2 separate regions of the Mus musculus genome follow, and region 1 is linked to region 2. Evidence: chromatin contacts called from public HiChIP or PLAC-seq data. All regions are on one chromosome and are shown on one strand. Each heading gives the region's core, a stretch centred on a gene start, on an enhancer-like site or on the middle of the called end of the contact. The rest is flanking DNA. Distances are from core to core; before and after follow the strand shown. Region 1 holds the start of Gm36301 (a long non-coding RNA gene). Region 2 overlaps Atg7 (autophagy related 7).

What was found. HiChIP or PLAC-seq counts read pairs in DNA pulled down with a chosen protein or histone mark.
Region 1: a contact with region 2 is called in an H3K27ac HiChIP or PLAC-seq map of acute myeloid leukemia, with 2.8 times the contacts expected there. The contact joins two enhancer-like sites. A contact is called at or near these places in 1 of 39 promoter capture datasets (hippocampal neurons) and 2 of 115 datasets of contacts at active chromatin or transcription factors (acute myeloid leukemia and pancreatic cancer cells).

The regions. Positions count from the first base shown.
Region 1 is chr6:115,518,935-115,525,949 of GRCm38.p6, forward strand. It overlaps Gm36301 (a long non-coding RNA gene), which reads right to left and starts at 567. Exons shown (of 4, transcript XR_869373.2): 1 at 243-567. Gm36355 (a long non-coding RNA gene) reads right to left here. Exons shown (of 7, transcript XR_869382.3): 7 at 6,478-7,015. Within about 2 kb of position 4,102, at least 61 of the 459 cell types and tissues checked have an H3K27ac peak or open chromatin away from gene starts, as enhancers often do. A contact at or near this core is called in acute myeloid leukemia, where this site is marked.
Region 2 is chr6:114,837,218-114,843,637 of GRCm38.p6, forward strand. All of the region lies in intron 18 of Atg7 (autophagy related 7), which reads left to right. Among named protein-coding and RNA genes, the nearest start is that of Vgll4, 81 kb to the right of the region's middle. Within about 2 kb of position 3,109, at least 51 of the 459 cell types and tissues checked have an H3K27ac peak or open chromatin away from gene starts, as enhancers often do. A contact at or near this core is called in acute myeloid leukemia, where this site is marked.

The DNA.
Region 1 (7,015 bases), core at 2,852-5,351, 680 kb after region 2:
GAGTTCCAAAAGCACCAAGGAAGCGGCTTCTCTACTTACAGTGATGACCTAGCAAACTATCTAGCGCTTCCCTCTGAACGGTTCATAAAGTCGTGTTTGCAGAGCTCTAGGACGTTTGTGTGTGGTGTGTAAGTTGCTTAGCTTCCTGGGAGCAGTGTTCTCCAGACACAGTCCTACCTCTGACCTCCCAGCCCAAGGAGGGGAGTGCTGGGGGGGAACCCCTTCCCGAGTAAGTATACCACCTTTGCTGGATTTTACTTTCTAGTTGTCAGCAGTCCCAGCAGCCACCTGAATACGCTCCTTTGGACAGAATGGCAAAGACACCACACAGGCAGGTGGCATCGTGGTAACTCCCTTCCTTCCTCTCCGGGTGTGTGGCCTCATCGAGCCGGTTCATGCCGGGTGGGAGGGCAGCCTCCACCCCACCATACCACCTCCTGTCTGGGCAGGAGGGGAAGCAGCCCCCAGGTTGCTGAGGAGATGCTGTGTGTGTTGTGGGCTCTTGGGAAATGCTGGGGCCAGAGAGGAGGGAGCAGCCGACCGTGGCAGGCGCCTTAAGCAAGCTCCCCGGCAGTTGCTCCATCCACAGAACAGGGCGATGAGGCCCCAGGGTGGGGCGTTGCATCACATTCTTAGAAAGCTGCCTCTGTACCCACATTTCCATCTGGGGCCTGGGCTGGGTTTCTTTAATTGCTGCTTTTCCACTTCCAAGTTTCTGAGGACAAATCTGGACAGAGCTGTGGTGAAACGACAGTTATTAGCCAACCTTCCCGGGCGGCTAATCAGAGCTGCACAAGGCTGTAGCTCCCAAGGGTGATCTTTATAGGGAATCCACACACTTCCCCTGCAGTGGGCACTCTGCTTCCTGACACCGACCCTCAAAGAAACTGAGGCAGACCCAGGGCAAGGAAGCCGCCTACCCATGGCCAGGCAGCTTGTCCCTGGGGAAGCCCTGCCTCCCCTGAGAGAAAGTAATCTGCACTGTGGAGTCAGGCTGCAGTGATTTGGTGACCACCGTGCTGTGGGCTCCCTGCTGTCAGAGTGGCCCTTTCTCCTCCTAGGACTCAGTTTTCCTATCTGTAGAGTGGGTGGTCTCAAACAAACCACTGGTGGTCACGATTTGATTATTCCTTGTGTTTTATTTGCTGGGGTGGGATCTAGGGCATTGTTCACACTGAATCCATGCTTTCTCTGCGAGGGCAGACCCTCACCCCCAAGCCCTGCATGCACAAGATCTCTGTGTACTCCTTGGATGACCTGGAACTCCCTCTGTAGACCAGGCTGGCCTCAAACTTAAGAGACCTGCCTGCCTCTGCCTCCTGAGCGCTGTGCTCAAAGGTATTCGCCACCACAGTGGGCTCTGTCTTCACTTCTTAAGTGCCAAAATGCTTCAAGCTAAAGTTGGCTGCAAACAGGCAGGAGGAAGCTCTGTGGGATGAGGAGAACTTCGAAGACCAGACTGTGGCAACGGTTGTGCAATTTTGTGTTTTCTAATAGACCATACACTTACAAGGAGGGAATTTTATGGTCTGTAAATTATACCTCAATAAGGCTATAAAGAACAAAAAGAATGTTCTATGAAACACTAGTAATCAGACTCTGTGCTCCAAAGACCCTGGGAAACTGAGTGGCTGTATGATGGTAGACAGCCTCACACTCAGTGCAGACTGTAAGGACCCCACGTGGGCTCCCTTCCCTCCTCTGTGCCACCTACCCAACTCCCTCACAGCCCTAGGAGTATAGAGAAAGCTCTCAAGCCCTTGCTGGAGCAGAGAATGACCAAAGGAAGAGTTCCTGTGCACTGCTCTAAAACAGATTTGTTTTGTGTGTGTGTGTGTGTGTGTGTGTGTGTGAGAGAGAGAGAGAGAGAGAGAGAGAGAGAGAGAGAGAGAGAGACAGAGGCCAGAAGATGACAGAGGCCAGAAGAAGGTGTCAGATCCCTTGCAGTCAGAATTACAGGCAGGTGGTCATATGTTGTCAGATGTGGGTTGTAGGAACCAAACCCAGGTGTTCCACAAGAGCAGACAGTGTGCTTAAGCACTGAGCCACTAGACCTGGAACTGTGTGGGAGTGGATGGGTGCATTTACAACTAATCCTTCACTGAACCAACACTGAACTTGAGGTCCCTGGCAGGTGTGTGATAATGAGGTGTTGACTGTATGAAGCACTGAGTGAATGAATGAATAAATGAGTAAATGAATGAATGAATGAGTAAATGAATGAGTGAATGAATGAGTAAATGAATGAGTAAATGAATGAGTGAGTGAATGAATGAATGAATGAATGAATGAGTGAATGAATGAATGAATGAATGAATGAATGGCTTAGTGCCTCCCCTGAGGCAAGTAGAGGGGACATTTGCAAGTGCCTCCCCTGAGGCAAGTAGAGGGATGTATGTGCATATTGGATGTTACTCCAAACTCCCAACTTACAAGCAGCAGCCAGCTGAGTCAAAGGCACAGTTCTCTGGGAAGGTGACAAGAGACCCCAGGGCGTGTGTTGGGATGGAGGAAAGCTCATGTGCAGCACCCAGGTCTAGGAGAGACCAGTCACTTGTTTCTTTTTTCTTTTCTCCCTCTTTTATTTCTGTATTTTCAACCATACAGGGGATCAAACTCGGAGCCTCACACCTGTGCTCTGCCATTGAACCATATCTCCAGCCCTCCCCGGCTCGTTTCTTTGGGTAACCTCCACAGGGTTATAAGACCCTACGCACTTGGCAGTCTTGCACTATCCTCTTGAGATCTGGATTCCAAAAGAGCCTCTGACAGGCCAGAGACCCTCCCTTGACTAACAATCATCCGGGTGCCTATACTAACGGTTCTATGAGGACCACACCTAATGACAAGGCTGAGGAGTGGACCTCAGAGCCAAACATGGGTTCTGATTTTGTAATAAAAGGAGAGAACCGCCGGGCAGATTGAAATTACCCGTGTCCTCTACCCACTGGAAAGTTCCATAGCGACAAAAGATTAGAGTATCTGAGAGCAGGGGTTTCACAAAGCCAGATAAGCCCAGGGCCCCAAGCGTGGGACATGCCTGGGGTCATAGTAGGTGCAGGAAGCAGACAGAACTACACACAGGTTGGGAAACCCAGAACTGGATAATGGAATTTCCTCTGTCTCCCCTTAAACCTCTTGGCTAAGTCACCAACAGTCCTATCAGCACCAGGGCCATTTCCTGTGTTCCAGAACCTTTAGGAGCCCAGTGGCTTTGATGCAAGCCAAGGGGACAGCTTGACACAGGCACACTAACAGGACTGACACAGGACAGCCTGAGACAGGCACACTAGCAGGACTTCCCTATAAGCCCCAGCTCCAACTTCTATTGAAAGTCAATGGGATCTGGGCAGAGATGGTTCATCTTTAATCCCAGCACTCAGGAGGCAAAAGCAGGCAGATTTCTGTGAGTTTGAGCCAGCCTGGTCTACAGAGCTAGTTCCAGGACAGCCAGGACTACATGGAGAAACCCTGTCTCAAAAAGAGTAAGAAGGGATGAAGTCTCCATGGTGCGTGCTACATACTTGTTTTCTGATCAGGCCCTATTGACCCATCTGATGGTTGAAGCAACTGGGGTTGAGGTGACCTACCTACTGGCAAGTGGCAGAATTAGAATTTGAACCCAAGACTGGCTAGCTCCAAAGACCCTGATCTAGCCTCTACAAGATCCTGATCTAGCCTCTACAAGCTTTCTCAGAGAACTATGTCACCTCTCCAGACTTCCTCAGCTACAGATGTCAAACACTGAGAGGGACAGCCCTCTAGGTAGACTGAGAAGAAACAGTCTAGGTAGAATCGGCAATCCTGGTCCCGAGGGCCCTGTGTGGTCTTGACATCTGGAGATGGACTTAAGAGCCTTCAGCCAGCAAGCCAGCCCTCTGTGGGCTGGAAATGAGGCAGAGCCTGTGAGTCACCATCCTCTCTCTGTCACCTAAAGGATGGGGACAACCCCTGCCTGGCCTCCCCAGACCCTGCTTTCCCCCCTCAGTAGTGTCTGTCCACCAGCCTGGCACACTCCAAGTTAAACTGGAGTACGTGCTCAAGCGCACAGACTCCACAAACAATGCAGGGAAATAAAGTTCTTCCAGGAAACGTCATCATATTGACTCATGACAGACCCATCCATAAAACAACCCGGGTACCTGGGCCAGCTCAGGGTGCAGGCCTGAGCCTCTCTCCTCAGCTAGGAGGAAGTAGGTACTGCTGAGGGGTCAGGGGCAACTTCCCCTGACAGCCTGGAGCTTGGCTGGGGCTCTGTTTTATTTGCCAAAAGAGGGAAAAAAAGATTTTTTTTAAAAGAACGAGCCCCAAAGCCTTGTGGTCCCCGTGCCTTGTCTCAATAGCTCTATTGCAAAAGCCCATCTTCAGCCCGTGGAGTTTTGCAAGCCATTTGCCCCGTTCAGGAGAGAAACACGGCCCTCTCCAGGGGCCTGTGTCTTCATCTGTCCTTTTTGGCAAAGTGGAGTCTGCTGTGTGTGGCCTTGATCCAAGTCTATTCTCAGATGTGGGAGGCAGCACAGTGCAGAACTAAAGTGCCCAACAAATTCAGTTATGTGGGGGCCCTCGGTTTCCTCGTCTGCAGAACCTGAATAAAGTAAGATCACGTGGCATGGTACATTCCTTCCTGACCCTTTCTGAGCGACAACCTGGAGGCATGGCTTGGGAGTGTAGTGACTACCCTGTCTACATCTAGGGAGCCCGGGCTAGCTCCTTCTCTGCCTTGATTTCGTGCAGTGCCCTGGCCTGCCAGCTGCCCAGGCTGTGGCACAGCTGCAGGAATGGGTTGTCAATCAGGCTTAGGACACTGGCCTGGGAAGAATCTGAGAACCAAGATGACCGTGGATCTGCCTACACCCCCGGCTGAGCGGTGGCCACTTCTCTGTCCTCGGTTTTGAGGGACTGGGAGAGGGTCAGTGTCCCTCCTGGTTTCTAAGGTAGCACTGGGAAGATACTAGCAGTGCAGCTGGTAACTTAGTGTCCCTTGAGAGTGAGTGCAACCAGGTGCCTGCCTTCCAGTCCTCAGTCCCTGTCACTGGAGTGTCAACCCCACCCCCAGCCCCCAGCCATGCTGTGCATGGGTTTGGCCTTTGTGTGATAATACCCAGCTTGGCTCTCTCCACCAGTTCCCCCATGTGGAGGCCACGGTGCCCTCTCAGGACCATGCTCTGAGCAGACCACTCCCCTGCCTCAGCATTCCCAAGTACTAGCCCAGACTCCTAAGGTCAGCCCTCAAGTTTCCTTGACTCTTGGCCTATGCTGGGCATACCAGCTTCCTGCCACCACTCTACAGACTCATTTTCAAGCGCGTGCGGGTTCCTGACCCTAGCATGGTTTCCGCCCTGGTGCCTCATGCTCGTCTCATTGGTAAATTATTCTTTCTGTGATACTCCAATGAACTTACATTTACACTCACAAGGCCCAGCTCAGACGTCCCCTTTCTATAAAGACAGACATAAACCATTGTCGGAAAAGTTCCTCTCTTCTCTGTGCTTCCACACACACCCTGTCCATCAGACCGTCTCCTATGCTTTCTTCTACTGAAGACGGAACAGGATAGATAGGACCTGCAGCTGCTCCAGCCCCATGATCCCAGCCTGCAGCAGGTTAGCCTAGCACGCAGTTCCTCACTGGAGGGAGGGAGGGCAGCCTGGAGGATATGTTTGTAGGCCGAGGGCTGCCCTCCTCCTGACCTCTTTACCTACAGGAAGTGGCCAAGACCAAGGCTCTCCGCTTTCGTCTTCATAACCTTCTTTAGTACTGAGAGCTACTCTGAGGCTGGGATTTTCTTCAAAACTCCAGCAAGGCAGGCATGTGGAGATGGGGGAACAGCTGTACACAGCCGCGCAGAGGTGAGGGGTGACAGGGCTCCGGCTGGGCTACATCCTACCCCTCTCCAGCTCCCTGGCAGTCATGCCAGTCCTGCACCCCTGCCTCCCAGGCTGTAAGAATAAGGCAGCAACTGACTTTTCAGGGATAGGCAAGACTGTATAGGTCAAAGGTTGTACAGACCACTTCTCCACCCCATCCCCCCACCCCACCCCCAATTCTTCCTCCTCTTCTACTTCTTCTGTGTCACCTTATCTGACCTGGAATTTGCAATGTAGAAGGCCAGGATGGCTGACCTTGAACTCACAGAGATCTGCCTTCCTCTGCTTCTAATGTGTTGGGGTCATGCACTGGCCTGGAGCTTGTCATGACTAGCCAGAGAGCCCCAGAGATCTGCCTGTCTCTGCCTTCCCAGACATTGAGATTACAAAGCACACCACAATGCCTACTTTGTTTGGTTGGTTGAGTGTTTGTTTGTTTGTTTGTTTGTTTTTGTTTGTCCCCCACCCCCACCCCCGAGACAGGGTTTCTCTGTGCAGCCCTGGCTGTCCTGGAACTCACTCTGTAGACCAAGCTGGCCTGGAACTCAGAAATCCGCCTGCCTCTGCCTCCCAAGTTCTGGGATTAAAGGTGTGTAACACCATTGCCCGGTGCCTACTTTGTTTTTAAACGTGGGTTCTGGAGGTTGAAATCAGGTCCTCTTCCATACAAACCCTTTACCGTCTGAACTACCCACTTAGATTGTCAGAACACCCTCACTGCCTCCAGTGCTTTCCTTCCTCCAACAGCAACCATGCAAGCTGTCCCAGAGTCAGGATTCTTGGATATCCCTAAATGTACAGTACCCTGTCCTTCGACAGAGCCAGCATTGACTGGAAGCCCCACTAACTTGTTTGCCCACGGGGTCTTTGTGGCCCGCTGATGCATACCTGCATTTTAAAAGGTTTTAATGTGTCACTGTTTAATCCTTCCTGGGGAGATATTTTCTAGATGATAGCAATATTTTGTACATAATATACTTATTTAGTATCGAGAACATGGGGGAAGGTGAAGTCAGCGCACAGCCAGGGAGGCTCCTTTGCAGCCCAGGTCAGGTGGGAGGGAAGAAAGAGGCACCTGACCTGGGAGCAGTGACTTCCGGGAACCACCGCCGGTCCAGGCAGTGTCTGGGACACTTCCTAAGGATTGT
Region 2 (6,420 bases), core at 1,859-4,358:
GGAGACAGAGGTGGCAGTGTGGGAGTGGAACTGGGGGTGACAGCTGAGTGAAGGTGGCAGTGAGAAGGTGCAGATGAGAAATGGAGATGGCTGAATGCTGGTCGGGGAGAGGACGGGGTCTGTAACTCTGAGGGTTCTGGCCCAGGCGAGGGTGGGAGTATCTTTAGAAGTGGAGATGGAAGAGTAGATATACTCTGAGATGCCTCAGAGCTGTGCCACGAGGCTGTTCAGTGCTAAGGTCGAGGCTGCTGAAAACGGACAGGAGCAGTGCTGTACAAATCCCCTTTAGTTGCTACGCCTTGCTTTGTTCCATCAAACTGAGTAGAACCAGAGCTGTGGAGGAACCTCTGGGCATTGTTAGATTCTAGAGTAAACATTGCACAGGCTTCCCATAATGGCAGTCATGTTAAACCATAGAGAAAAACCTGACAAGAGCCCTCAGAGCCAGTGTGCTATGAACAGCTACCCCAGACTGCAGCATTGACTCTATCAGTGCTGACTTGGGGTGCTATAAAGGTGGACCTCAGAGGCCTTGATCTCTCTTAACTCTTAGTGTTTCTATTGCTAGGGTAAAACACCATGATGCAGATGGGGAATAAAGGCTTTATTTGGCTTATGCTTCCAGGTCACAGTCCATCACTGAGGAAAGTAGGGCAGGAACTGGAGGCAGGACTGAAGCAGGGCCTTTGGAGGAGTGCTGCTTTCTGGCTTGGTCCCCGTGGCTTGCTCAGCCTGCTTTCTTATAGCACCCAGGATCACCTGCCTAAGGGATGGCCCTGCCCACAGAGGTCTAGGCCTACCCTCATCAATCATCCATCAAGAAAACACCCCACAGGCTTGCCCACAGTCAACCTGGTGAAGACAGTTTCTCTACTGAGGTTCCTCTTTCCAAATGACCCGGGCTCATGACAGAATCCAAGTTTCCCACGTGACAAATGAAGAAAGACTTGCTCATTCCCAGGCTTCCTTGATGCTCTGAGCACTCAGCTGGTCAAACTTTCCCAGCTGGAATCCCAGAGAACCCTGTACATGGATAAATACCAGCAGCATGCAGTGCTCATGAGCCTCAGTACCAAGTCAGATTCTGAAACTGTACCTTGCCAGCAGCCAGAGTGCAGACTCTGACTAGTGTGCTTGGTGGTGGTGGAGTTGTTGTCGGTGGTGGTGGGGAGGTGGTGGTGATGGTGGTAGTGGTATGAAATCTTCTGGGGTCTCGGAAGCTCTGCCTTTATTTTTTAAAACCTAGGGCAGTGGAGTTCCCCATTTACTGCTGCCTTCCTTCCTTTTTTCTTGCTGTAAAAAGACATCATAACCAAGGCAGCTTACAGTAAAAAGAGTTTATTGGGGCTTATAGTTTCAGACATTAGAGTCCATGTCCATCGTGGCAGGGAACATGGTAGCAGGCAGGCAGACATGGCGCTGGAATAATAGCTGAGAGCTCACTTCTTGATCTACAAACACAAGGCAGAGGGAGAGCTAACTGGGAGTGTCTGGGCGTTTGAGACCTCCACACCCATCCCCCATGACATACCTCCTCCAACAAAGCCAAGCCTCCTGATCCTTCTCAAACAGTTCCACCAGCTATGGACTAAGCATTCAAATATGGAGCCTATAGGGCCCATTCCCATTCCCACCATGTTGAGAAAATCTACTATCTCCCAGTAAGTGTGTAGTGTGAGGAACACAGGTACTAATATCCCCACTTTAGTGCTGAGGAAGGAGCTGGACGAAGGTGATGGATTAAACACGTGTGTCCTTCCTGGGTGGAAAGTTTCTGGAGCTTGACCCTGACTCCAGTTTGCCTCTGATGCTATTCTTAGAGTGGCCTTGAGCCATGGCAGCTGAGGGACAGGACGGGTCCCAGCTGCCTGACATACTGGCTCACCACCCTGTCAGCAGTGCTTGTCATTGGCATCCAGATGCTCCCTTACCCACTGTCGCTTTCTCCTTCCCCTCCCCATGTGCAGATAACAAGGCATCTTATGGCACTGTCCTGGAGGGGTGCTAGCCCTGCTAGCCAGGCCCCCCAGTAAGACACAGAAGCCAGCAAGGCACCTGAGACCTCTGCCCTTGCAGTCCTGAAACTTCCATGAGCTCTTGCAACTGGGAGGCTGAGGCTTAAAGAAACTTAATAAACTTCCCTAGAGTCACATCACAAAACTTGTCCAAGCGAAGATTGGAGGCCAGAGCAGTCAGTGAGACAGCCCCCCCCCCCCACTCCATTCAGCATGCAACTCTGCAAGGGTCCCACAGGTGCCCCCCTCACTGGCCTCTATAGCCTGTGGTAGTCAAGCAGCAGGGTATGGAAGTGCCCCCTCTTCCTGTGTTTACCCATCCGGTAAACAGTGTCGAGAACCCAGCCATACAGAGCCTTTGAGTTAGAGCATGGCAGAGTGGCTTTGCTGTTCAGAAAGCCAAGGTGGTGCCAGAGGGGGAGGAAGACTCGTTCTGGCCACCACACTGCACTGAGCCTCCCTCCCCCTCTCTCAGCCATTTCCTGGAAAACCTACCTAGGGAAGTCATTGCAGACCTGGGCTTGGCTTGTCAAGGACCCACCATGCATTCAGGAAGTGATTTTTTTCCTCTATTGAAAACACCAGCATTTAGTATTAACTTTTTAAATTGGTGTTTGGCAGAGCCTACGTTCTTTTCCGTCTCCATGCTCCAGGCATGTATCTCTATAACAGACATAGGCAGTTGTAAGTTCTCTCCTTGTATTCTGGAAACAAATTGGCACATTCCAGCACGAGAGGGTAGCACTTTGGCATAGCAGGGGTAGTTGGTGTTGCAGGCCACACACAAGCCTGGGGAGAAAACCCCGGAATGAACTTTGGAGGCTGCGGTTACCAGCTTCCCCTCTGTAACATGGGGATACTGGTCAACATGTCGGCCTGACATGCTTGCTGGAAGACAGTCCTTACAGACCACGGGCTCTGCTGTCTCGGGTGCGACTCACGTGAGAACTGTGGAGTGTGAAGCAGCAACCAGCTGCCTTAGCTGCCTGCACCTTCCTCCAGGAGAAGAATGCTTAGTCCACAGGCTGGACAAGCTAGATGGTGCCAGAAACCAGAGGAAACAGGGTGTGGCTGGGACAGAATGGGAAAGGGTGGCAAAATGTCACAAAGGGTGACTCATCAAGAAGTTATAGACCTGTGGTGAAGAAAGTGCTAGCACTGTAGGAAGACAAGGTGGGAAGAAGTAAAGGGTGGGCCCCTGGGACTCCTGGCACAGAGCTCTGCACCTGTGTGCTTGCCTGGTCAGCCGTGGGGCCTGCAGGAGGACCAAAATTCATGACCATGCCAGAAAGCTTAGCATGGGATGAACCATGCACTTAAGCAGGTCTGGGAAAGTTGATAATCCATCTTCTCCACTATCCACTAAGCTGCCTGCATTGCTGCTGTGCGCACAACACAGAAGCAGCCCAGACGAATGTGCTGGTCCCACAGAACTGTTTGTCACCACACCTTACTCCTACTCTGTGATGGCTAGGGAGAGGAACCCTGAGGAATAGAGCATAAGTAACTTGTCCCAAGTCCATCAGCTAAGGGCCGGTAGAGCCAGGGTTCCGTGTGCTGAAACCTCGAGACTAAAGCATCCCACAGGGCTACTCTTGCTAGGAAGAGGTTTTTATATCCCCCCACCACCACCTGTCCATCTGCTTTCTTTTGTCTGAGACCCTTTTGCTGTAGGGCAAAAGCCACCTCAAAAGAGACCTTGCATGTCCTTGCTGGAGTCAGTAGAGAACTGGGATGGGGAAGGCACTGGCAACCATCTGCTGTGTTCTTGCCTTTCTCCTAACTAAAATAGTCTGCAAAGTGATGGAGATGCTGGGGGGATTCCTAGGGACACTCGTGAATCATGGGCTCCAAGATGAGCTGACTGAGGTGCAGAGTTGTGCAGAGTAACGGAACTCTCCACAGGGTTGGGAAAGGTCACTGAGTCCTCATCCCAGGAGGAACTGCACTGAGCTGGGACGGGCTTGGAGCAGGAGTCCAGCCCCACTGCATGGCTACAGACCTAATTATTCACAGAATTTAGGCTCGGCTTCTAATGTTCATTTATATCCGAGTGGCACAGCCAAGTTTAAAAATATGACTGAATAATGAAACACTCCAGCCACACAGGGCAAACCCCAATCTAGACCTGGGTTGCAGGAGCCCGCGCTGCACACACAATAAAAAGTGTTGGCCTCTCACAGCATGAAAGCCCTTTGCATATGATCCACCCCACCCCCACCCCCACCCCACACTCCCCACCCTTGCACAGTTTGCTCTCTGGTGTTAGAAGTCTAGCCTGCTCTCTGCTAGCCAGCCAGCTGAGGCCTCAAGCCTGTGTTTTCCTGTTCTCAGACATTTATTCCTCTGTGAAGTGGACACAGGGATCCCCCAGAGGGCTCTAGCAGGGCCAGGAAGATACTGCAGGTAGTTTTGTCAAGTACTTCCCACAGGATGATGAGATCATGTTAATGTGGCTCTCAAAACTTGTAAGGGATCCAACTTCAGTCATTTCTCGTCCCTCTCCTCCCCTGGGTTATAGGGGGTCACTCAGAAGTCATGATTTGTAAATGATAGGGCCATCCATTCAAATCAGTCCCTCTCTGTTTGTCTTCCCCTGTCCTTGAAGGAGGAGAGGGGAGGATGTTCAGTCCTGATAAAATGATCCTCATACCTCAGTAGTAGTCCTCTTAGTACCTCGATGCACCATAGCATGGTAGCCACAGCTTTGTCCACCTATCCCATCCCTAAGCCTAGACCAGAACTGGGACCTTGTGACCTTCCTCACTTGAGTCTCGGAAAGTCCAGGCTGCCATTTCTCAGGGATCCCTGAGTGTGGACTTGCCTCTTGGAGGCTGGCTTCCCCATATCTGATTTATAGCGCTGCTCCTGCTCGAACTCGGAAGGAAGCATTCTAGTGATGCTGGCACGCAGCAGGCTACAAAGGTTTTAAAGTGTTGCTCTGGAAGCAAAATTGCCCCTCATGCTGTTAGAATAATTATACCCCAGTCCATCCCCCCACATAGCCAAATAGCAGTCGTGGAACCCAGCTCACATGGGAAGCCTGTGGAGGAAAGAAAGAACTGAAACAGAACCCAGCACAAGGCACAAGGACTGCAGAGGGCCTGGCGACCAGTCTTTAGTTTCCACATTGACCAGCAGTAGTCTCTTGGGTGCCCCAGCCCTTTCTTCTCCAGAAGCATGCACCCTGCATGCTCACACTGGCTGTGGTTTCAAGCTGAGCAGAAAGTACAGCTTTATCATTTTAAGTATGTAGCCCTAGGCCAAAACAGACAGGGCCATTTTCAAAACTCTGTTCAAAAGCATCTCCAGACATTCAGTTCCCTCTCGTAGCTGTCTCTCTCTCGCAAGGGACACCCTTTCCTCCCCAAGCCTTAGTCCTGATCTGTGCTCAGCTGCTGCTGGCTGCCTGGCTGTTTGGTGGGCTCCACCTAGCCCTGGCCAGCTGAGCCTTGCCTTAGCAGAAAGGCATCCAAACACAGCAGGTGAAGGGAGGCATTGCCTTCTGGCCACCAGCAATGAGGCCCTGGGAAACTAATACGGCATTTCCCTTGGAGTGTGGTGTCTTACAGAAATACAGAAGTACACATTTCTCAGAAAAGCAGAAGACTCCTAGCGAGGACTGTCTGTTTTCAATGTACTTAATAAATCCCAGGCAGTCCAGGTCTAGCAGGCCCACCATGGTCCTGTCATCTCGTAGTCTTTCTCTGTGAGCAGATGTTTGATCCAGTGCAGCAGGAACAAGCCTCCTATGTCCCACCTTCTGCTGGCTGAGTCACATCACAACTTAGTTATTTCCTGGGGAACCAAAACTAAAGCACCCTTTTGCTTTAGCTTGAGTGACTAATTTCACTCAGGAGAGATTCATGGCACATCATTCATTGGGGTTTTCCCTTCTCCTTTGTCCTGTGTTAGACACACTTGTTTGTTGTTGTGTGTAACAACTTTAAAAAGCCATATTTTTCTTTATATGTGTGTCTATGTGTAGAAATATGCATATGTGAGTGCAGCGTTCATGGTGTCCAAAAGAGGGCGCCAGGTCCCTTGGAGCTGGACTTATAAGCCATTGTGGGTATTGGAAGCCAAACTCCAGTTCTCTGCAAGAGGAGTGCATGCCCCTAACTGCCAAACACTCTAGCCCTGATACAGCATCTATCTAAGCAGCCAGTATTATTACCTCTTTAACATCATTAGTGGTCTAGGAAAAAACATCAGAAAATATCAAAAATTCTTGTAGCTATCCTGCATAAAATTAAGATGCTAGTTCTGTCCAAATTCTTTTGAAGAATTCTCTGGTGACCATTGATTTAGCTTAGTGAACTGCACAATGTGTTTATTGAAATGTTATTGTGCTTATTAAAATGTCATTACCTTGACCCTCTGTCTGCCAAGTTCATGGATAAAA